7 separate regions of the Mus musculus genome follow, and regions 1, 2, 3, 4, 5 and 6 are each linked to region 7. The links are chromatin contacts, called in public promoter capture Hi-C maps. All regions are on one chromosome and are shown on one strand. Each heading gives the region's core, a stretch centred on a gene start, on an enhancer-like site or on the middle of the called end of the contact. The rest is flanking DNA. Distances are from core to core; before and after follow the strand shown. Region 1 holds the start of Shisa7 (shisa family member 7). Region 2 holds the start of Fam71e2 (family with sequence similarity 71, member E2). Region 3 holds the start of Zfp579 (zinc finger protein 579). Region 4 holds the start of Tmem238 (transmembrane protein 238). Region 5 holds the start of Isoc2a (isochorismatase domain containing 2a). Region 6 holds the start of Kmt5c (lysine methyltransferase 5C). Region 7 holds the start of Cacng7 (calcium channel, voltage-dependent, gamma subunit 7).

Region 1 (2,700 bases), core at 105-2,604, 1.5 Mb before region 7:
GGGCCACAAGCAAGAGAAAAAGCACCTCTCTTTGTTCCTAAACTCTATATTAAAATATCTTTAATAAACCTCAACTATGCTTCATTGAGAAAGAAAGAGTACAGGAGCTGGCCACCATCAAATTGGTGAATAGTCAAAAGATTACATTATGTGGCCTGGGACAAAGAAGGGAAACCAACAAATCCCATAAACAGTGGTGGGGTTTAACCAGGGAAGAGAAGTGGAGGTGCAGGATTTGCATTTTTTGGTATAATTTTCTGGAGATAAACTTGGCTGGACTGTTTGATTGCCAGTAATGTGGTTGATTATTCTTGTTCCACCAAGAGAGAGTTGTGTAAATTCGTTGAGAGTTCATGAGTTCGTTGGGTCTGTGTGTGGGAGAGCTGAGAGCTAAAGGAATGACCCAGGAAAGATGAGACTAGTGAAGAAGATGGACATGGAGGTAGACAAGATAACCCAAACCATCTGCTCTTAGTGGTCCCAAGGCAAGAGCATACCAAGATGGCGGGGAACAGCTCAACCAGGCAAGTGTGAGGGAGAGGTCACCTGGAAAACAGGAAAAAGAAGTAGTTGACTGGAGAAGCGATGCTGTCAGAATAAGGGAGATCAAGATGAAGAGGTGCTCCTCAGATTCTCTATTCCGGAGATAGGGCTTCTTCACTTCCTCATCTCCTTTGCCTGCAGATTCAGAAGATCCTCAAGGAGCCAGTCACAGACATCGGACTGTTAGGCTTCTTCCAAGGCAAGAAAAACTCCCTGTTGCCCAACTCCAGGACCTGACTTGAAGGAAGCACCCACCCTCCTTGTCACCCAGACGTTGATGGATGACTTTTCCTTCATCCATGGATCCCAAGAGTGGTGCAGTCCGCCAGGAGAACCGCCCCCGTGGGAGAGGAGGCGTGGTTCTGTCTTCCGATTGGGCAGCTGGTCCCGGAAATGCAAATGAAATTCCTTGATGCTGGGTGGGAATTGGTTTAGAGAAAGGTGGAGGTGGGGCTGGGCCCCGGGCCACTTCACGAAGCGGGAAAAGGAGGGGGAACAAATGTCACAACTGGGACCCTGTCTCGGAGAATAAACATTTATGTGACTGAGGACCGAACCATTATTGGGTTTAGGGGGCATCACGGGGGCTACAAGGGTCTGTGGGAGGAAGAAAGTGGGGTCTCCTCCAGGTGGGGTGGGGGAGGCGCCTCTCCAAGCTCCAAGCCGGCGCGAGACACAGGCGAGGGCTGGCAGCGGCCACATCTGCACTGGGGCCGGTGCGCATCTGCAAAAGAAAGAGCTGCCGGCCAGGGTCCCCACCACGCAGCCTGCCGCCCCCACCCCCATCAGCGCGCGCGCGCCCAGCCCCGCGGGCTGGCAGACACGCGCTCGCTCTGCCTACCCTGGCTGGCCCCCACGCTGCCACCCCCGATTCCCTGAAGGTCCCGCATCCGGAAAGTGAGGTGAGCGCATCCGTACCTGGTGAGGAGGGGTAAACTGAGGCACGGGGGAAAAAGAGGGATGGGGAGGAATGGACAAGTATGTGAATGGATGGGATGGACAGTTGCTGCTCCGTGGTCCTTACTCGCCCAAGACGCAGAATTCTGCAGCCCCTTGGAGATCAGAGTGTTCAAACTCTACAGACGCCCCTCCGCCTCCACCGCGTCAAACCCTCACCCGAGATTCGCAGACTCCATCCCCAGCCTGGGGGCCTTTGAAGGCATCCCGTGTCCACCAGAGATGCAAGGACCAGTCCAACCCCATTGACAATCAAACTCACCCACCGCCGCCGCAGATCCTAGCAGCCCAGCCCCCTCCCACAAGTTACCTAGCCCAGTACACCCTCCCCGGGGACCTAGGAGTTCCATCCATCCTCCGGAGCCCCTTGGGACACGGGCGTCGGAGCCCCGGCCCCCGCGTTCCGGTTCCAGGTGTCCCCTCCGCACACCCAGCCCGAAGCCTGCGTCTCGAGGCCGCGCTCGCGTCGCCATGGCAACGGGAGTCTATTTTGCGCTGGGAACACACAGCTCCCTCCGCAGCGCCCCCCACCCACTCTGCTCAAGAGTGAGGGGCTCAAAGGGCGGGGAACAGTGCAGTGATGAGAATGAGACACTTAGAAGGGACAGAATCCCGGGACAGACAAGCAGAGATTGAGAGAGCCCCTGACAGAGGAACTGGGTGTGGAAATTACAAGGAGGCTACAGATCCAGGCGGGGGAGGTTGGGGATGGAGGGCCCAGACAGAGATCCGGACAGAGCCCTAGACAGACGCAGAGATGCAGAGGAACAGAAACCCGACGGCAGAGCCAGGTTAGAAAGAGAGAAGACAGCCGGCTGCACGTAGGCAGGGGGCCTAAGAAGAGAATGGACGGAGACTCTAGGCAGGGACCCCAGACAGCCCAGACAAAGTAGCGCTGCATGTGGTATCCACGCTATCCTTAGCAGGCAGGGATTTGGGGGTCTTTCCCAGCGCCACAGTAGCCAGGACCTGCTACTCTCCTCTCCCTCCTTCTACAGGTCCCCAATCTTGCCTGCTTTCCGCATTCCCACCTCAAACCGACTTCCTAATCCCTGAGATTCCTAGGAACCCCTTCCACATGCTCCTACCCCCTTCCCTGATCTGTGCCCCCACCACCACCTCCTCAGCCGCCACCTGCAGACCCCACTCGGGCCATTTTAGACTTTATTGGTTGTGCCCTCCCCATCCCTAGATCTCACT
Region 2 (2,700 bases), core at 189-2,688, 1.4 Mb before region 7:
GAATAAAGCTAGGGATACATCCGCATGATGAAGTTCTAGCTCGCCAACCATAAAAAGGCAAGTTCCAGGCGAAGACTGCTTTAGATATTGAACGTCTCTGCGACCCAGGAGCAGCAGATGGTAGAACTACTCTCCCTATACATGAGTATGGACTGTTTGGTTTTTCAAAATGGAAACACCATGATGTTGACGATAGCTGCCTCAGGGCTGAAAACAAGCAATGGCACAGTGGGTGACTGTTACTGTTTGTGTTTGCATTTTCCAGAGTTTTCACCATGACTGTATTTTGCAGGACACATTTATAAACATTAATAAACACTATTTTTAGAATGGCACTGTACCAGTCTCTGTCTCACCCCACTGTACATGCTGTATAACCTCAAAATAGGACTCAGAAGGGACCAAGAAAAATGGTTATTTGAGCCCATGTCCTGGGTCATACTGAGCATACACACACACACACACACACACACACACACACACACACACACACATATATATATACACATATACATATATCTCCTTAAGAAGTTGTCTTAGATTCAGAAAAAGTTGCCCTGCTTTACAAAAGAGAGGGAAACTGAGGCTCAAGGGGAGGAATTGTTTTCTGTAGGGTATTTTGCCTTGGTTTTGAGTCTTACCTCACAGAGATCTGCCTGCTTCTTCCAGAGTGCTGGAATTAAAACTGTGTGCCACCATGCCCAGCTTATTGCTCTTATGCTCATACAGGTAGTTGGCCTTATATCATTATGGTACTAGGACTGAACCCAGGGCCTTGTGCATGCCAAGCAAGCACTTTAACACTCAACCGCATCTCCAAGCCCTTTGCTTTATTTTTCTATTTATTATTTTGAGACAAGGTATTGTTACATAGCCTAAGATGGTTTCAAACACGATTTTCCAGCCTCCCATCCCTAGTGCTGGGATAACAGCTGTGATGGCCATGCCCAGCTATGGTCGTCCTTTCTTTACAGTTCAGTGTTTAGTTGATTCGAGAGTTGTGGGGACACACACACACACACACACACACACACACACACACACGAGCCATTAGGAAACTGAGGCTCAATGTGGGGTTGGGTCTTCCTGAGAGTAAAGAGGAGGGTCACAGGCAGAACTAGGCCTGTGATTCAAGCCTTTGGGTTAATGATCCCTATGGAGGTTCTAACACAGATCCCTGGGGGGGGCGGGGAGGGGGGAGCGGGGGGGGGGGAGGGCTGTGTCATCACAATCTTGGGTCCAGGAGATGGAGATGTTCTGATAGAGGTCTGAGTCACCTATCCCAGCCCTCAAAAGAGTCCACACCTTATTCTGGAATGGTGAGGCCCCTAGGCAGTTCCCAGGAAGCAGCCTCTAGGGTCTAGTGAGGTCACAAAGCCCCTCTCAAAGGTTCCACCCACGGCCTAGTGCTGACTACCTCTCTGCAGGGCCATGGCCATACCAGAGTCTCTCGGCCCTGGGGACACTCCACTTTCTGTCACTGCTGAGCGCCTGACATCCTTGAAGCCCAAGGGTCCAAAGCTGGTGGGCTGGGGTGGGGGTCAGGGCTCCACTTGGGTCCAGGATTCTTGAATCTATACACCCTCACCCGCTGTTATGGCACCCGCTGTTATGAGGCGGCTGTGGCGCTTTTTTTTCCCTCCGCCTCCCCCGGAGCCTCCGAAGTGGGTTCCCATCCTTGGAGAGATGCAGAAGACCCTTCAGATGGCCGAATACCTGCCCCTCCGCCCGCTGCCCATGTTCGAGAGTAACTTTACCCAGGTCCCCAGCTCCCTGAGCCCCCTGGAAATGGGGGAGGAAGTCTGAGACACAGGAAGAGAGAGGGAACCCCTGGGCAGAGTGGGTTGAACAGGGATTTGGAATTTGAACTCCTGTAGGTAGAAGATGGGTTTGGAAAGAAAGGAGGCTCTCAGGTGAGGGATGCTGGAGGAATGTTGGAGAAAGAACTGGTCCCAGCCCTGCTCCCTGGCTGCCCCAGGTAACCAACAATGGGACTCCTGCGTTATTACACAACAAATCCAACAAGCTGACTATGGGTGTCGCAGCATCCTTGCCTGGCCTAATGCTGCCTGACATTCTGTTGATTGCTCGGCCCCCCGAGGACGAGGAGTGCTCCAGTCTCATCCTAACCAGGTATGTTCCTTGAGCCCCATCCTAGCTCACTCCACTCCATCCTATCGCACTAGCTACCTTGTCTCCCACCTCCCGCAGGATGATCCCACTAGACCTTGCCCGCCTGTATGTCGATGATCTGCCCACCTGGCGACTGAAACTGCGTCTGAGATCCGGCCGTCATTATTTCCTGGCACTGGATGCCCCTGAACATGAGCTGGCCTTTCTGTTTGACCGCTGGATTCGCCTCATCAACATGCTTCGAGGGCCTAAATTATCCAAGACACCAAAAACAGAACCCTCCGTGCTGGAAATACCCCCAGAAGTCACTCTTGCCTCCACTTGGCACTTTCAGGTGAGGATTCAATGAACAAGGCCTGGAAACCACCGTCCAGATTCCACAGAGAACAGGGGACCCACAGCCCACAGGCTAGCCGCTCCCATCCCATTGGAAAGGAGCTGGGATCCTAGAATGCTGTATTTAAAAGGAGAGTCTGACCTCATGGGACCAAGGAAGAAAAGATGGGGAGGAAGGTGCAGGCTGGGCAGGTGAGACAATCATGGGGTGGAGAAAACAGTTCAGTTGGT
Region 3 (2,700 bases), core at 20-2,519, 1.7 Mb before region 7:
ACTGTAGCTGTCTTCAGACACTCCAGAAGAGGGCGTCAGATCTCGTTACGGATGGTTGTGAGCCACCATGTGGTTGCTGGGATTTGAACTTCCGACCTTCGGAAGAGCAGTCGGGTGCTCTTACCCACTGAGCCATCTCACCAGCCCCCTGAAATGTTTTTAAAAAGAAAAAGAAAGCAGCCGCAATGGACTGGCACAAGTATAATACTGCATGTTTCTGGTTTCTCAAGGGTAAATTCCTGGAATTACTAGCATATCAAAGCTTTCCAAACCTCTACTCACCCAGACACGTACAAAAGGAACAGTTTACCCAGCCTCTTGCCAACTATGTTTGGCATGAAGTTAACCCTAAAGAAAACAACACTGTAATGCAGGCAGATAACTGAAACGGCCCTTTTTCTCCATCATATATACTTTGAGATGTGGCCCATGTAGCAGGCTGAAACATTAAAGCTCCAAGTTCCAGAAACGTAGTTGCCAAGGAAGACTAGAGGAATGGCATTCACTCCCATTGAAAGCCAGCTCACTGTCTCTTCCATCCCCTTCATTCCACAGCACTTTGCCCAAAACAAGAGCTTCCCTCGTCACACCGTCTGTGACTGACTCTTGTTTGTCCCTTTTCATCATAGTATGAATTTTGCCTTTATCGATCCAGCACCAAGGACAGAGCCAGCCCACAGTAGGTGTTCTGATAAAACTGGTCGGGTTGTGATCCTGGGGCTTACCATAAAGGGAGAAACTGAGGCTCGGAGAAGAGAGAATTGCTTGCCCAGGCAACCAAGGGACAGTGAGAGTCAGGCTCGATCATAGAGGTGCACTCCTTGTATCATTGATGTTCACTCTCAAGCCTGTATCACTCACTGCTTCGTTCATCTCCATCTCTGCCTTCTTCAGACCCAGCAGCCAGCACAGTGCCTGGCACCGGCAGGGCTTGATAAATGCCTGTTTGTTGAAAGAATGAATGAATATGTGTTATCTGCTGGGAAATGGAGGAGGGGTGGAAAGCTGGATCCAGATTCCCAGGCTTGCAGCCTCCTCCTCCTCTGAGGGTCCAAAGGACAGGCCTTCAGCCCCTTCCCCTCCCGGGATCCAGGAGCCGCAGCTCCCTCCTCTGCTCCCGCCCCCCCCCCCCCCGCACCCCCACCAGGTCCCTGGCCCTCCGCTTCCGGCTTCTCAGCCAGTCTTTCCTCTTCTGGCCTCCGACCAAGCACCGGGTTTCCGGGGGGAAGGCTTAGGCTGTAACACCGAGCCCAGCCTCCTTCTCCACCCCCACCCCTCCCACTACGCTCAACCCCCTCCCTCTCCGCCACCACTGTCCGCGATCGCCCGGCCGCAGGGAAGGAAGAAAGGAGCGCAGGAGGTGGAGGTAAGACCGGCTCCCTGAGACTGGGGCGAGCCCCAGGCCCTGCGCAGAGCAATCTGCAAGGCCTCGACCCGCTGCCTTAGTTCTGCAGATCACACCTACCCGGAACAGATAGACCCCCTCTTGGACCTAGATCCCCCGACAGCCGGCAGGTTCCACGCCCTCCCCCGACACCACGCCCGGCCAGGGGTCTGGCCACAGCTTTCTCGCTGAGGATTTTCTGCAGCCCAGCTCCCAGTCCACTCCTCCCCCTTGTCTTGTGAGTCAGGGCCCCTTACCCAGCTTCTTCCTTCACCCGGACTCAGAGGCTGCGTCTACCTGCAAGAGTCTAGTTCGCCTATCTGGTTCTATCTGAGACCCAGGAGTCCTACCTTTCAGTCTTCTTGCCTGAGACCCAGGGATCCAGAAATCAGCCCTTCTTTAAACCCAGGAGTCCAGGTCCTCCCTCAGACCCAGGAGTGCAGACCCCGACCTTCTTCAGACCCAGGAGCCCAGACCCCAGCCCTCCTCCTTCCGATCCAGGAATCCAGACCCCATTCCTCCTCCCTCAGACCCAGGAATCCAGACCCCAGCTCTCCTCTCACAGACCCAGGGGCTTAAGCCCGGCTACCCACTGGTCCCTCCCAGCCCCTGACTTATGGACTTTTTATTTCCAGGGCCTCTTGACTTTGAATCCCACCCTACTTGGGCCCCAAGGGTGGACTGGTTCCCAGCCCCTCCAGGAATGTTCAAGCCCCAGGGCACTAGAGCAAAATCAATTGGCTGACTTTGTCTCCCTGTGTCTCCTCTGTATGTGTCTTGTTCTGTCTTCCTGACCGTTCCCACCTCTGATATCTATGTTTTCTTTCTCTCTATCTCTCTCCTTTGTGTTTCTCCTGAACTTGGCCCCCCTTTCCTACGTCTCCACAACTCTCTCCTCTCCTTTCCTGTGTCTATCCCCTTCTGCCTCCTCACCACCTTCCTCTCCCGACTTTCATCTGTATCCTCTTCTGAACTGTGGATCTACCTGCCCTGTACCTCTGCTCTCCTCTTCACCTCACCCCACATCTTTCATCTCTTCTCCCCACCCCTGCCTCTTCCCCTTTTCCCCACAGGCATGGATCCACAGCCCCCTCCACCCGCCCAGGGCAGCCCACCTCACCGTGACCGTGGCCGAGGCCGAGGCCGTGGCCGTGGCCGTGGCCGAGGCCGTGGTCGTGGCAGAGGGGGTGCTGGAGCCCCTAGGGCGCCTCTGCCCTGCCCAACCTGTGGTCGCCTCTTCCGCTTCCCTTACTACCTGTCTCGACACCGGCTGAGCCACTCGGGTCTCCGGCCCCATGCCTGCCCTCTGTGCCCCA
Region 4 (2,700 bases), core at 72-2,571, 1.5 Mb before region 7:
AGTTCCAGAGTGACCTGGCCATACCCATTAAATTCTCTCTAAGTTGGAGCTGGTGAGATGGCTCAGTGGGGAAGAACACTGACTGTTCTTCTGAAGGTCCTGAGTTCAAATTCCAAACAGCCACATGGTGGCTCACAATCATCCCTAACGGAATCTGATGCTTCTGATGTGTCTGTTTTGTTGTTGTTTTTTTTGTTTGTTTGTTTGGTTTTTTTTTTGTTTTTGTTTTTTTTTTTTTTTTTCGAGACAGGGTTTCTCTGTGTAGCCCTGGCTGTCCTGGAACTCACTCTGTAGACCAGGCTGGCCTCGAACTCAGAAATCCGCCTGCCTCTGCCTCCCGAGTGCTGGGATTAAAGGCGTGCGCCACCACGCCCGGCTTCTGATGTGTCTGAAGGCAGCTACAGTGTACTTACATATAACAATAAATATATCTTTAAAAAATAATAGCAAAAAGGCCACAGTTTTGGTTTGGTTTGACTTGAGTCAGGATCTCTCTGTGTGGCCCTGGCTGTCCTGGAACTCATTCTATAGACCAGGCTGGCCTCGAAATCAAGAGATCTGCCTCTCAAGTGCTGGGACTAAGGGCATGGGTCACCACTGTCAGGCTAAAGCTACAATTTCTATGCCATCTCCTCAGGGACACCTTTCCTGAGCACTTCGGGAATTGTGGCTAGGAACAGGAAGGCAGGTCTTGTCAGGCTAACATCTGAGCACTAACAGAGCCCTGAGCTCAGTATATTGTGTACACAAGGTGTCAGCTGGCACCTGGGAGATGGGTTCATTGTATTCCCAGGTTGGGTTAACAAGGCCCTACACTCACAAGAGATCTCAAAAGACAAGCATGGAGACAGCTTCAGGGCTCTGGCTGCTGATTCTGTGCTCCAGAGAATGTTGTTGTTGCTGTTGTTGGATTTTATGCTGTGCAGGGCATGAAATCAAGAACTTCGAGCATGGTAGGCAAGCACTCCACCAAGCGAGCTACATACCAACATGCCCGGTTTTTTGTTTCTGATCCCCATTTTGTTTCACTATGGACTTGGTGGTACAGGTAGCCCTCGGGAGACGGGCACTAAGTAGAAACACTATCTAGCTACATTATGCCACCCTGAAATTTGGCCCTAGTCATCTGGCACTGCTTAATGGACAGGGTCGTGCGCCGCTGATCCTCCCAGACCTTTGAGCTACACAAGAGACTCATTCGGGCCACCAGGTCCAGGCTGTGAGCTCAGGTGACCATGCAGGCACTGGGCACACCTGGCGCCGGGCCCTAACTCCGCCCCGGGAAGCCGCACCCCGGGACGCTGTCGGGGAGCAGGCGGCGGCGGGCCACCGAGGGCCATGGCGGCAGCGTCACCGGTGTGCGGCTCGCAGGCGTCCGCGGTCGGCGCCTCGTCCCCACCCGCGCCCGCACCGGCTCCAGCGGCCGGCTTGGGCCGCTGCCGCATGGCGCTGCTGCTGGCCGTGGCCTTGGACGTGGCGGGCATGGCGGCGCTGCTGACCGGCGTGTTCGCGCAGCTGCAGGTGCGCGGCCGCGACTTCGGGGACCTGCTCATCTACTCTGGGGCGCTGCTGGTGTTCTTGAGCCTGCTGGGCTGGATTCTCTGGTACACCGGCAACATCGAGATCTCGCGCCAGGAGCTGGAGCGTGACTACGGCCTACGACCCTCGGCGATTGCCCGCCTGGCGCGCAAGCTGTCCCGTCGCTGGTCGGCGCCCGCCACCGCCAGTCCCCGGACCACAGCCGGTCTCCGCTCAGCACGCAGAGCGAACCGCGCGCCCCAGCCCTCCTCCTCCGGCTCCCGCCGCGTGCGCCTGCAGCTCGCCACGCTTGAGGCGGGGTCCGTGGCGGCAGGCACGGGCAGCGAGTGAGCCCCAGGTGAGGACACCAGAAAGAATGAGATGTGGTGGGGAGACGGACATGTCGCTGGAAGGGGAAACTGCAGGAGAGTGAGTCAGAGATAGCAGAGACTCGGAAGGATGGGTGGGACAAAGTTGGGAGTCACAGCACGCCCTCCTCCTTTTGCTCCACGTGCACCAGGCCTCATGCCATCCTCCCTGTAGCCAGTTCTCTGAGCTCATTACTGTTACTGTACAAGAAGCTCCGAAAGTAGGTGACACTCTTGTCCGGACCACACAAATGTACAAATGAAAGAGTGCCATTCATCCAGACAGGCGGTCCTAATGTGAAGTCAGAGGCAAAGAAGAACCAGTGGGCACAGAGAGGGAAAGCACCCTTGTTCCTTTCCCTTTCTCTGATATTTAAGACAGGGCTTCACGGCTGTCCTGGAACTTGATATGTAGACCAGGCTGCCCTTGAACTGAGATCAGCTTGTGTCTGCCTCCGGAGTGCTGGAATTAAAGGCATGTGCCACCACTCTTGGCCCTTTATTAGTGTGTGTGTGTGCGTGCGTGTGCGTGTGCGCGCATTTGTGACACAATGTTTGTGTTGCATCTATTCTCTTTCCAGCATGTAGGCTTTGGAGATCAAACTCAGGTCAGCAGTTTGGTGGCAAGCACCTTTACCCAATGCGCCATTTTTTTTTTTTTGAGACCCCTGTATTTTCTTTCTTAAATTCTCTCCAGCTTTCCTGCTTCTTTCTTGCCATCTCATCAAACCCAGGCCATTGACTGATGTGTAAAACCTCTGCTTTTATTTTTATTTATTTATTGATTTATTTATTTATTGGTTTTTCAAGACCG
Region 5 (2,700 bases), core at 156-2,655, 1.5 Mb before region 7:
GTGTTGGGGTAAAGGTGGCCCAGAAATGGTGGGAGTAGCCAGCCAATGACTGGCCCAGCTGGAGACCCAAGCCACCAGAGGGAGCCCAACCCACTACCTGGGAGGCTAGATAGCCCAGAGACCTAGGATAGAACCAAACACTCCTGGCAGCAATAAATATTTTTTTTAAAATTGAGATGCCTAATGGTATAGATTGGTGCTTGGCCCAACTGTCATCAGAGACACTTTATCCAGCAACTTATGGAAAGAGATGAAGAGAACCACAATCAAAACATTAGGAAGAACTTGGGGAGTCCTGCAGAAAAGAGGGGGAGATTGCAGGAGTCAGAGAGGTCAAAGACAACAAGACAACCCACAGAATCAACTAACCTGGGCTCATAGGGGCTCACAGGGACTGAACCAGCAACCAGGGAGCCTGCACGGGATTGATATAGGCCCTCTACATATGTGTTTGGGTTGTGCAGCTTGGTCTTCTAGTGGAACTCCTAACAGTGGGAGAGGGGCTGTCTCTGACTCTTTCCTGCTTTTGGGACCCTTTCCTCATCCTGAGCGGCCTTCTCCAGACTTAATACTAGGGGAGGTGCACAGTCTTACTGCAATTTGATGTGCTATGTTTGGTTGGCGTCTGAGGGCAGGCATGCCCTTTTCGGAAAAGAAAGAGCAGTGGAGGGAAGGAGGGCTGTTGGGGAGGGAGGGAGGAGGGGAAACTGCAGTCGAGATGTAGTATCTGAGAGAATAAAAAAGAAAGAAAAAGTTCAGGCCAGCTAGGTATGATCTGCAGACGAAACGGAACCTGGGTGAGAGCTGGGACAGAAAATAACCAATCTAAGGGAGACAATGAAAGAGTGGAGGTGGGACGCGCGTGTGAAAAGTGAAGAGGGTGTCTAGACTGCAGAGAGATTTCGGGACATCGTGGGGGTCCTGGAAGGAGGCCTCAGCTCAGTAAAGGAAACCTGTCTTAGGCTGGGGTAAGTGACCTCCTGCGGACAGACTGGGGATGAGGTTGCTTAATTGGGCAAGTGGTTACTGCACACCACTACAGGAACCCAGATTTCTAAGCTCTGTGTCTCTGGGACGCTTTTCTTCTTGGAAGAAATGGGCGTGAGAATCGCCCACTCCTGGGGCTGATACAAAACTTAGCTCTGGAGAAGCTTGAAGTTCCTCCCTGATGATCCATCCTGAGACCAACTGGAGCCCCTCCTCAGCTGGACACCCCGCAAACCTTCCGTTTCCTCCGTCTGTAAGGACGGGCAGTTGGACTTACCCGGCGGTACCAGGTTCGAGTGCAGCAAGTCCCTCCACTAGGTCCCTTCAGCGCACTCTCCCCCACTGGACTGTCACTAGTTCCGGGCTGGGTCACCGTTTTGCCCACTTTGGACACGAGGTCTGCTCCCCTTACGTGTCTACCCCTCCCTCCCGAGCAGGCCAATCAGCTCGCGCCTCGGCTGCGCCCTGTAAGGGGGAGGGGCGGCTAAGGCGGGTCAGTCATGAGAATCTGATTGGTCCGCAGAAGCCTAAGGGGTGGAGAGATAGCGCACAGAACCAATGAAGAGCCGATGAGGGCTTGAGAGGCGGCCTCTGCTGAGAGCTCAGATTCTAACTGGGAATGAAGGTAGAGGTTATCAGGTTGCACCTTGTATTATTGCTGCGCCTCACAGTTACAACCTGCCTTTCTTATCTGAGCTAAAGGTACCTGCACCATCGTGGGCTACACACTGAAAGCCTGCTCCCTGAACCCCACTAAAAGACTGGCTTGCAGGGTTCAGCAAGGTCTGGACCTGATTTCTGTAGAAATCTCTAGAACCCTTATTTTGGAAGAAGAGAACTGAGTCCTGCAACTTGTCTTCTGACCTCTGCAGACCTGATGTGGCGCAGGCACGTATGCAAAGACAGAAACACACACACCACAGAATAAATAGATGGGAAAAATTAAGTAGATACAAGCAGGCATGCCATTGATGAATCTCAGGATTCCATGGATTCTACAGAGGCCAGGCTTCCTGTTCCCAGGAGTCATTTGGGCCTCAATTTCACCCCTCTGGAGGGAGCTCTGGAGTAGGGTGTGAGCCTGGAGGTGAAGTGATTGACCTGTGGCCTGGAGGTACTGGCACCCCTCTCAGAGACAGGATCCCTCTCTTTCCAGCCAATGCAACCCCCTCCCAAGTCTCCATTTAAAAGCCCTCAACATTCATCGCTGAGGTTGACTCTGCCTAGTCTCGCCTTGCTAAAGAGGCTTTTGTTCCCCTAATTGGCTATCTATCTCCAGGCACTTTCCTCTGCCTCTGCACCCATACACTGTCTGTTTTATATTCAGGCCCAGTTATGTTTTAATTGGTCATGTAGGAGACGCCCAACGAGCACCCTCCCCTCTTGTCTGCACTTTGTCTTTCTGTATCAGTTCTTAACCAGCAAGCTACAGGCTCCGGAGTCTACCCATCTACCCCATAAGACAAGCACGGTGTTAGGGCTCACCCGCACTCCCAGGGTGACCTCTCATTCTGGAACCGTCAGCCATCCAGTCCTTTGCACACTTGAGGAGTGTGCTCTGATCTGTATTTCTACTTCAGAACATTCAGCCGTGCATCCTAGAGCCCGTGCAGTCCCTCGGGGTCTCTCAACTGGGCCCTGAGATCTGTACGCAGTGAGACTTCTGTTTATACATTCCCTGGGGCTGCAGCCCAGGGACACCTGGTCCCCACA
Region 6 (2,700 bases), core at 44-2,543, 1.4 Mb before region 7:
AAAAGGAACTCCATAGGAGCTTCTGGCCTGCCTTTGCTGACCCCCTGCTAGGCTGATTCTCCCGTCCTCAGCACCTCCCTCCAAGGTCACCCTCCTCTGGGGAGTGGTCAAAAGGTTGTGGGTGGAGCCCAGGCAGCCATTAGGGGAAGAAGGATCCAGTCCCTAATGCCTCTCCGAGGACTCCAGCAAAAGGGAAGCCCGCCAGAGGACAAAAAACAGGAAGAAGGGAGGAACAGAAAGGAGAGGAGGAACAAGTCAAAACAAAGGGTCGGAGGCAAAGAGGGGAAAAAAATAGATTCAGAAAACCAAATCAAATAAAATGGAGGGCCAGGTTACCCAGTACCCTCACTGTGGTGTGTCTGACAATTCTGCGCTTTGGGAGAGAGCAAGAAGGCAGAGTGTGGCAAGACACACTCCGCCACTCTGGGAGAAAGATCTGGAAAAAAAACGGTCTGGGTTAAATGAAGAGGGTGCTTAGAAAAAAAGCCTGGAAGCTGGGAAAAGACAAAGTGAGGTGTAGGGAGTATGATGTGAAGGGAGAGAAAGGGGAGAGAAAGATGGAGGGAAGTCAGGATTGGCGGGGGTGGGGGGAAGAAGGCACCTGAGGTTGCAAGGGAGGAGCCCACGAAATCCAAAGGGTAGATATGCCTGGGGTCCAAGGGAAGGGCTTAGCGGTTCCAAGCAGGGTTTGAGGGAATCCTGGGGGATTTGAAGTGATGGAAACCTGAAAGATCCTACGGGTTCGAGGAGGGAATTGAGGGCGCTAAGTAGCTAACTAAAGCCTGGGAAGGTTGCAGAAGGGGGCTGGGGAAACAGAGAGTCAGAGGAAGGGCCTCAGAGACCAGGATAGTGAGACAGGAGTCAGGAAGTGCCCTGAGTGTGACAGGGTAGGTAGGTTACGATGCAGGAAAAGGTGGTGGGGATGGGCCCTGGTGGGGCAAGGAGCGACTCCTAAGGTGCAAGGAAAGTCCTGAGAGTGAGAGAGGAGTCTGCATGGGCTCCAAGGGTGCAGGGAAGGGTACGAGTGAGGAGCGCGTAGATCCGCGGGGCTGGAGACTTGGACCGCAAGGTTCGAGGAAGGGCCCGGGGACAGCCGGTTCAGGGGGTGACTGGGAGGCCGGGCGGCGCGGGGCGGGGGCCAAGAGGGGGCTCAGAGGTCGGGCCCCGCGCCGCCCCTCACCCGCTTCTCCTCCTCCTTCTCCTCAGGAACCCGCGTTGCAGCCGCCACCTCCACCCACCGCCTCCTCCGGCTCTCGTCCGACACAGCCGCCGCGCCTCCCCTCGGCCGGCGTAACAAACAGCTTAACCTTCCTTTGGCCCAACCCGCCGTCACTCTTCCGTTGCTATGAAACTCGCGCTGTTCTTATTGGCTGACTCTCATTGCTCTCTTTTTCCCGCCTCTTCTGGCCCCAGTCGGTGCCCTGACAAAACCCCTCCACGCCCACTCTGTCAATAAATCCAGCGAACTACAGCCAATGGCTCGGGTCGCTGTCATTCAGGCGTTGCCATAAAAATCTGTCCCGCCTCTTCTTCTGCACTGTCCCAAATCAGTGCTTTCATTGGCTTAAAGAGCCGTCGCTCCAACAGAAACTCTGTTTGGGTCAGGTTATTCAGGTCCAAGTGAAAAGAGGGAGGGCTCTGTCAGAGACAAACTTCGTATATTATTGGTTGGCCTTGGACAGGACCACGCTTCCATTCGTTAAGGCCTCCGCCCATCACCCTAAATCCGGAGCTCTATTCTCTTTCTTTCAGCTTGAAGTGGGGCAAAATCCCTGAGCGAACCAGGAAGGAAAGAGGTGAATGCACACACGCGCCATCGCGCTCCCGGCCCCAGGAGACCATTGGTTGCCATGGCAACAAAACTTCAGTGCCAACCCTGCTTAGCAAGAAGATCTTTTCTCTTTCCCAGTATTCCTTATCTTTGGAAAATTGTACCTACAAGAACTCTGTGAAGTTTTCTTGTCCTGCCTGTGAACAGTTCAGAAAGAGACGACGCTGAGAAGTTGGGACTTAGAAGACAAGCTCTGATTCATGGGGCACTCCCCTGGGGAAACCCCTTAATTAAGATTACCCACCTCTTCAATCCTGCAAGTATAATTAGCAGGATATCATAATTACGTCCAAACAAGTAAGCTTACTTTTGTTTTTGTCTTTCCTGAGTTATCTATTTGGTGGGTTAGGATAATGCCTACAGCACAGAATGTTTTGTTACTACAGACTGAAGGAACAACCGATTGAAGTGAGATGGGACATTGAAATGGCCCAGTGTGTAAAAGCACCTGCCCACAAGTCTCATAGCCAGGATCCGCATAATGGAAAGAAAGCACCGACTCCTGAAGGTTGTCCTTGACCTCCACATTCATGCCAAGGCGCGCGCGCGCGCGCGCGCACGCACACACACACACACACACACACACACACACACACAATTGATTAAATCATAGTAGCTTCTCTTTTGAGACATGAGCTTTGACTGTCCTAGAACTCACCATGTAGATCAGGCATGAATTTGCTCGTCATCCTTGCACAGGAGCCATGCAAATCTTCACTGTATCGCTGCAATTTTAGTATATGTGCTGCTGCAACATTTTGTTTTTAAGGAGGCTGAAGTTTTGCACCGTTCTGTGATCTTGGGGTTTTGCCAACTCACAGCTTCATGGTTGCGTCTACAAAGCAAATATCATACACTGATATACTTTC
Region 7 (2,723 bases), core at 79-2,578:
CTCGAGTCTTCTGGAAGAGCAGCAAGTGTTCTTAACTAAACTATCTCTCCAGCTCCCACCCACCATCTTTTTCATTACAAAGTTTGAGACACCTCCCCCAAACATTTTCCCAATATGCAATTAAGACATGAGACTCTACTTGGCTCCATCAGAATTCTGTAAGCTTTTGGATTCTACTCCATCCCAATAAAGACCATAGAATCAGAGTCACCACTTACATCCTGGGGTTCTTAGGTCCAGAACCCCTCACTTTCAGCCCCAGCCTCGTGGAGGACCCAAAGATCTAGATTTAACAGAGCTGTCTAGCTTTTCTTCCCATCCCCCTTCAAGTGGCTCTGGGGCTTGACCGCCAGCTGCCTGCTCTGCTTTCAGTACTCAGCTCATACAAGCATTATCTACCCAATCACCGGACTGTCTTGGTCTGGGGAGCTGACCTCAGCCTTCGGGTCTGCTCCTCCTACTAGACTAGCAGTTGGGGAGCTGGACCTTTCCAATTCCCCTCACTTCTTACATTAATCCCATTCCTTCTCACGTCCAGTTCATCTTCTTTCTACCTGACCCACACAGCTCTTTATTCTGCTGCCATTCCACCTCTGGGACACCCCCACCTCCACCATCACCAGGCCTGGAATCTCCTTCTGATTGATCCTTTACGCCAGCGTTTCCGCGATCTGGATATCTGAATGGCTCAAGTGCCATTCCTCAAAGCCCAAGTCCAAACTCCATCTCCCTTCGATATCCTTGGAGTCCGTAACTCTCCGCTTTATTTAGGACCCTTTCCCAGACTCACGGCTTGCTCTTACCGGCCTGGGCCCTCCTCCTTCGTCGTGATCCGCTTCCTCAAAGACCCCGCCTAGAGCCTACCCAGTGGCGACGGTCTCTTAACTCTCAAACACCGAGTTTGTTTTCTTACTCTCGGACCCTCGGACCCCAGGTCCTCCGGGATCCACCAGGCCCAAATGTTCCTCTATCCGCCAAAACCTTCCCAAATTCAACATTGAAATCCTCAGGATCCCATACCTGGAGCCCCTCTAACCTCCCCCGAGCCCCAATTCCGGCTGAGAGTGGTCTAGCTCGGAGCCCCCTTGCCTCACCGGACCCTCCCCTCGCTCTTACCTCTCTCAGGGCTGGGCGGACGCTCCGGGCCGCGGGCCCCGCAGCCGCATGACCGGCCCCGCGGTTTTCCCCGGCCGCCGCTGCCGCCACCGGGGTCTCCGGTGCCCGCGCCCCCCGCCCCCGCCCCCGAGCCCGGCGTCCCGGCCCCCTCCGGGCCTCCCACCCCCCACCCCCCTCGCCCGCGGCCTCACTCAGCGGACGCAGCCGGGAGCAGGGACCAGCGGCCGCTCATTGGCTAATGCGGAGGAGGGGAGGGGCGGGAAGGGAGGGAGAAGGATGCAGCGAGGGAATGAGATGAGCCTTCAGGATGGGGGGAAGGCAGGGAGGCAGGCAGGGAGGGAGAGAGAATAGAAACAGAGGCAGAGAGCCCAAGAAGGAGAGAGAGAGCAAGAGCGAGAGCGAGAGCGAGAGAGCGAGAGAAGAGAAAAGAGAGAAGAGAGAAGAGAGAAGAGAGAAGAGAGAAGAGAGAAGAGAGAGAGAGAAGAGAGAAGAGAGAGAGAGAGAAATATTTTCTGGAACTCACGCGTCCTGAGACTAGAAAAGACAGACAGAAAAGAGGAGACAGAGATGGAGTAGTTTCAGGTGTCCCCACCCCCACCACTCCAGCGGCTCAGAGATTTTGAGGCCCTGGGAGTAGAGAGGTCAGAGAGCCCCAAAATCCAGGCAAGGAGAGCTCAGAGGCCTTGGACCAAAGGAAACTGAAATCCAGGGACCTTAAGCTTGTAGGAGATGGGATGGGGAAATAGAAAAATAGAGAGAAATAGACGAGAGAGAGAGAGAGAGAGAGAGAGAGAGAGAGAGAGAGAGAGAGACTGACTTTCTGAGGAGAGACAGCAGGGGCAAGCCAGGATGGGATATCCCCCTGACGAGGACTGGGGCTGTAGCCAGGCAAGGGGCGGAGCCTGGGGGTCTGGGCAGCTGAAGAAGGCGGGAAGGGGCGTCCCGGGCCGGGTCCCTAGAGCAGCTGGCGGGCAGGCGCAGAGCAGAGCCGGGTCCTGCAGCCGCCGCGGAGCTGGGAGCGGGGCCAGCACCCCCCCCCCCCGCCGTGATGTCAGCGGGGCCACTCTTAAAGGGGCAGGCTGCCCGCCGAGGGTCGAAACTTGGACTGGGGCTTTCAGGAACGTGATAAGAGTACAGGAGAGGTGATACCAGAGAAAGGGGTAACCTCAGCCTCCAGTTGGAGTGAGACTCGAAGATCCGGAGGAGAGATGCCAGGCCTTCAAAGGAACCTGCTAAGCTTTTGAGGTTCTGTCCCCTCCAAACACACTGACAGGGGCACCATTCTGCTGGCTTGCCCGATCCAGAGACTACATTCCCCATCAGCCCTGGCGGCCAGAGGACAGCACCTGGGGAGGGGGGCAGGGTCTTCTGCGATGTCTGCTGGGAAACGTAGTCTTATCTTGATTGGTCCCCTTCACTCCCTGCTCTCCTCCACACGTACTTGCAAAGTGGGTCAGGGGAGAAAGAGGCCGGGAGGACGTTTCTGCCTGTCTTCTGCCTTGCTAACTGGTTCCCAAGCTTCCAGGTTCTGGTTCTCTCACCTTCTGTAACATGGGGTCCTTCTGAACAAGTCTGTCTCCCCACAGTAGGCTAGCTTTTCATATTTC

The links. Promoter capture Hi-C pulls out the DNA fragments that hold promoters and counts their contacts.
Region 1: a contact with region 7 is called in a promoter capture Hi-C map of liver, with 6 times the contacts expected there. The contact joins the promoter of Shisa7 here to the promoter of Cacng7 in region 7. A contact is called at or near these places in 2 of 39 promoter capture datasets (hippocampal neurons and liver).
Region 2: a contact with region 7 is called in a promoter capture Hi-C map of liver, with 5 times the contacts expected there. The contact joins the promoter of Fam71e2 here to the promoter of Cacng7 in region 7. A contact is called at or near these places in 3 of 39 promoter capture datasets (embryonic stem cells, liver and stem cell-derived epiblast-like cells) and 1 of 115 datasets of contacts at active chromatin or transcription factors (embryonic stem cells).
Region 3: a contact with region 7 is called in a promoter capture Hi-C map of liver, with 2.6 times the contacts expected there. The contact joins the promoter of Zfp579 here to the promoter of Cacng7 in region 7.
Region 4: a contact with region 7 is called in a promoter capture Hi-C map of pre-B cells, with 4 times the contacts expected there. The contact joins the promoter of Tmem238 here to the promoter of Cacng7 in region 7. A contact is called at or near these places in 6 of 39 promoter capture datasets (the 3T3-L1 cell line, embryonic stem cells, hippocampal neurons and 3 more) and 1 of 115 datasets of contacts at active chromatin or transcription factors (pancreatic cancer cells).
Region 5: a contact with region 7 is called in a promoter capture Hi-C map of pre-B cells, with 3 times the contacts expected there. The contact joins the promoter of Isoc2a here to the promoter of Cacng7 in region 7. A contact is called at or near these places in 3 of 39 promoter capture datasets (cranial neural crest, frontonasal cranial neural crest and pre-B cells) and 1 of 484 Hi-C or Micro-C datasets (cranial neural crest).
Region 6: a contact with region 7 is called in a promoter capture Hi-C map of liver, with 2.1 times the contacts expected there. The contact joins the promoter of Kmt5c here to the promoter of Cacng7 in region 7. A contact is called at or near these places in 8 of 39 promoter capture datasets (cranial neural crest, frontonasal cranial neural crest, hippocampal neurons and 4 more).

The regions. Positions count from the first base shown.
Region 1 is chr7:4,843,350-4,846,049 of GRCm38.p6, reverse strand. Shisa7 (shisa family member 7) reads left to right here and starts at 1,354. Exons shown (of 6, transcript NM_172737.4): 1 at 1,354-1,445. Isoc2b (isochorismatase domain containing 2b) reads left to right here. Exons shown (of 6, transcript NM_026158.2): 6 at 685-1,090. The coding sequence ends at 780. Gm36127 (a long non-coding RNA gene) reads right to left here. Exons shown (of 2, transcript XR_881804.2): 2 at 1,065-1,267.
Region 2 is chr7:4,770,008-4,772,707 of GRCm38.p6, reverse strand. It overlaps Fam71e2 (family with sequence similarity 71, member E2), which reads left to right and starts at 1,438. Exons shown (of 11, transcript NM_172895.3): 1 at 1,438-1,761; 2 at 1,979-2,133; 3 at 2,212-2,467. The coding sequence starts at 1,597. It overlaps Il11 (interleukin 11), which reads left to right. Exons shown (of 5, transcript NM_008350.4): 5 at 1-330.
Region 3 is chr7:4,994,670-4,997,369 of GRCm38.p6, reverse strand. It overlaps Zfp579 (zinc finger protein 579), which reads left to right and starts at 1,269. Exons shown (of 2, transcript NM_026741.2): 1 at 1,269-1,366; 2 at 2,458-2,700. The coding sequence starts at 2,460.
Region 4 is chr7:4,788,181-4,790,880 of GRCm38.p6, reverse strand. It overlaps Tmem238 (transmembrane protein 238), which reads left to right and starts at 1,321. Exons shown (of 2, transcript NM_029384.1): 1 at 1,321-1,876. The coding sequence starts at 1,339. The coding sequence ends at 1,869.
Region 5 is chr7:4,875,758-4,878,457 of GRCm38.p6, reverse strand. Isoc2a (isochorismatase domain containing 2a) reads right to left here and starts at 1,405. Exons shown (of 6, transcript NM_001101598.1): 1 at 1,265-1,405.
Region 6 is chr7:4,738,720-4,741,419 of GRCm38.p6, reverse strand. Kmt5c (lysine methyltransferase 5C) reads right to left here and starts at 1,293. Exons shown (of 9, transcript NM_146177.2): 1 at 1,181-1,293. It overlaps Gm24537 (a small nuclear RNA gene), which reads right to left and starts at 2,588; the gene lies at 2,487-2,588. Gm42369 (a long non-coding RNA gene) reads left to right here and starts at 1,340. Exons shown (of 2, transcript XR_881802.3): 1 at 1,340-2,128; 2 at 2,218-2,430.
Region 7 is chr7:3,331,430-3,334,152 of GRCm38.p6, reverse strand. It overlaps Cacng7 (calcium channel, voltage-dependent, gamma subunit 7), which reads right to left and starts at 1,328. Exons shown (of 6, transcript NM_133189.5): 1 at 1,117-1,328.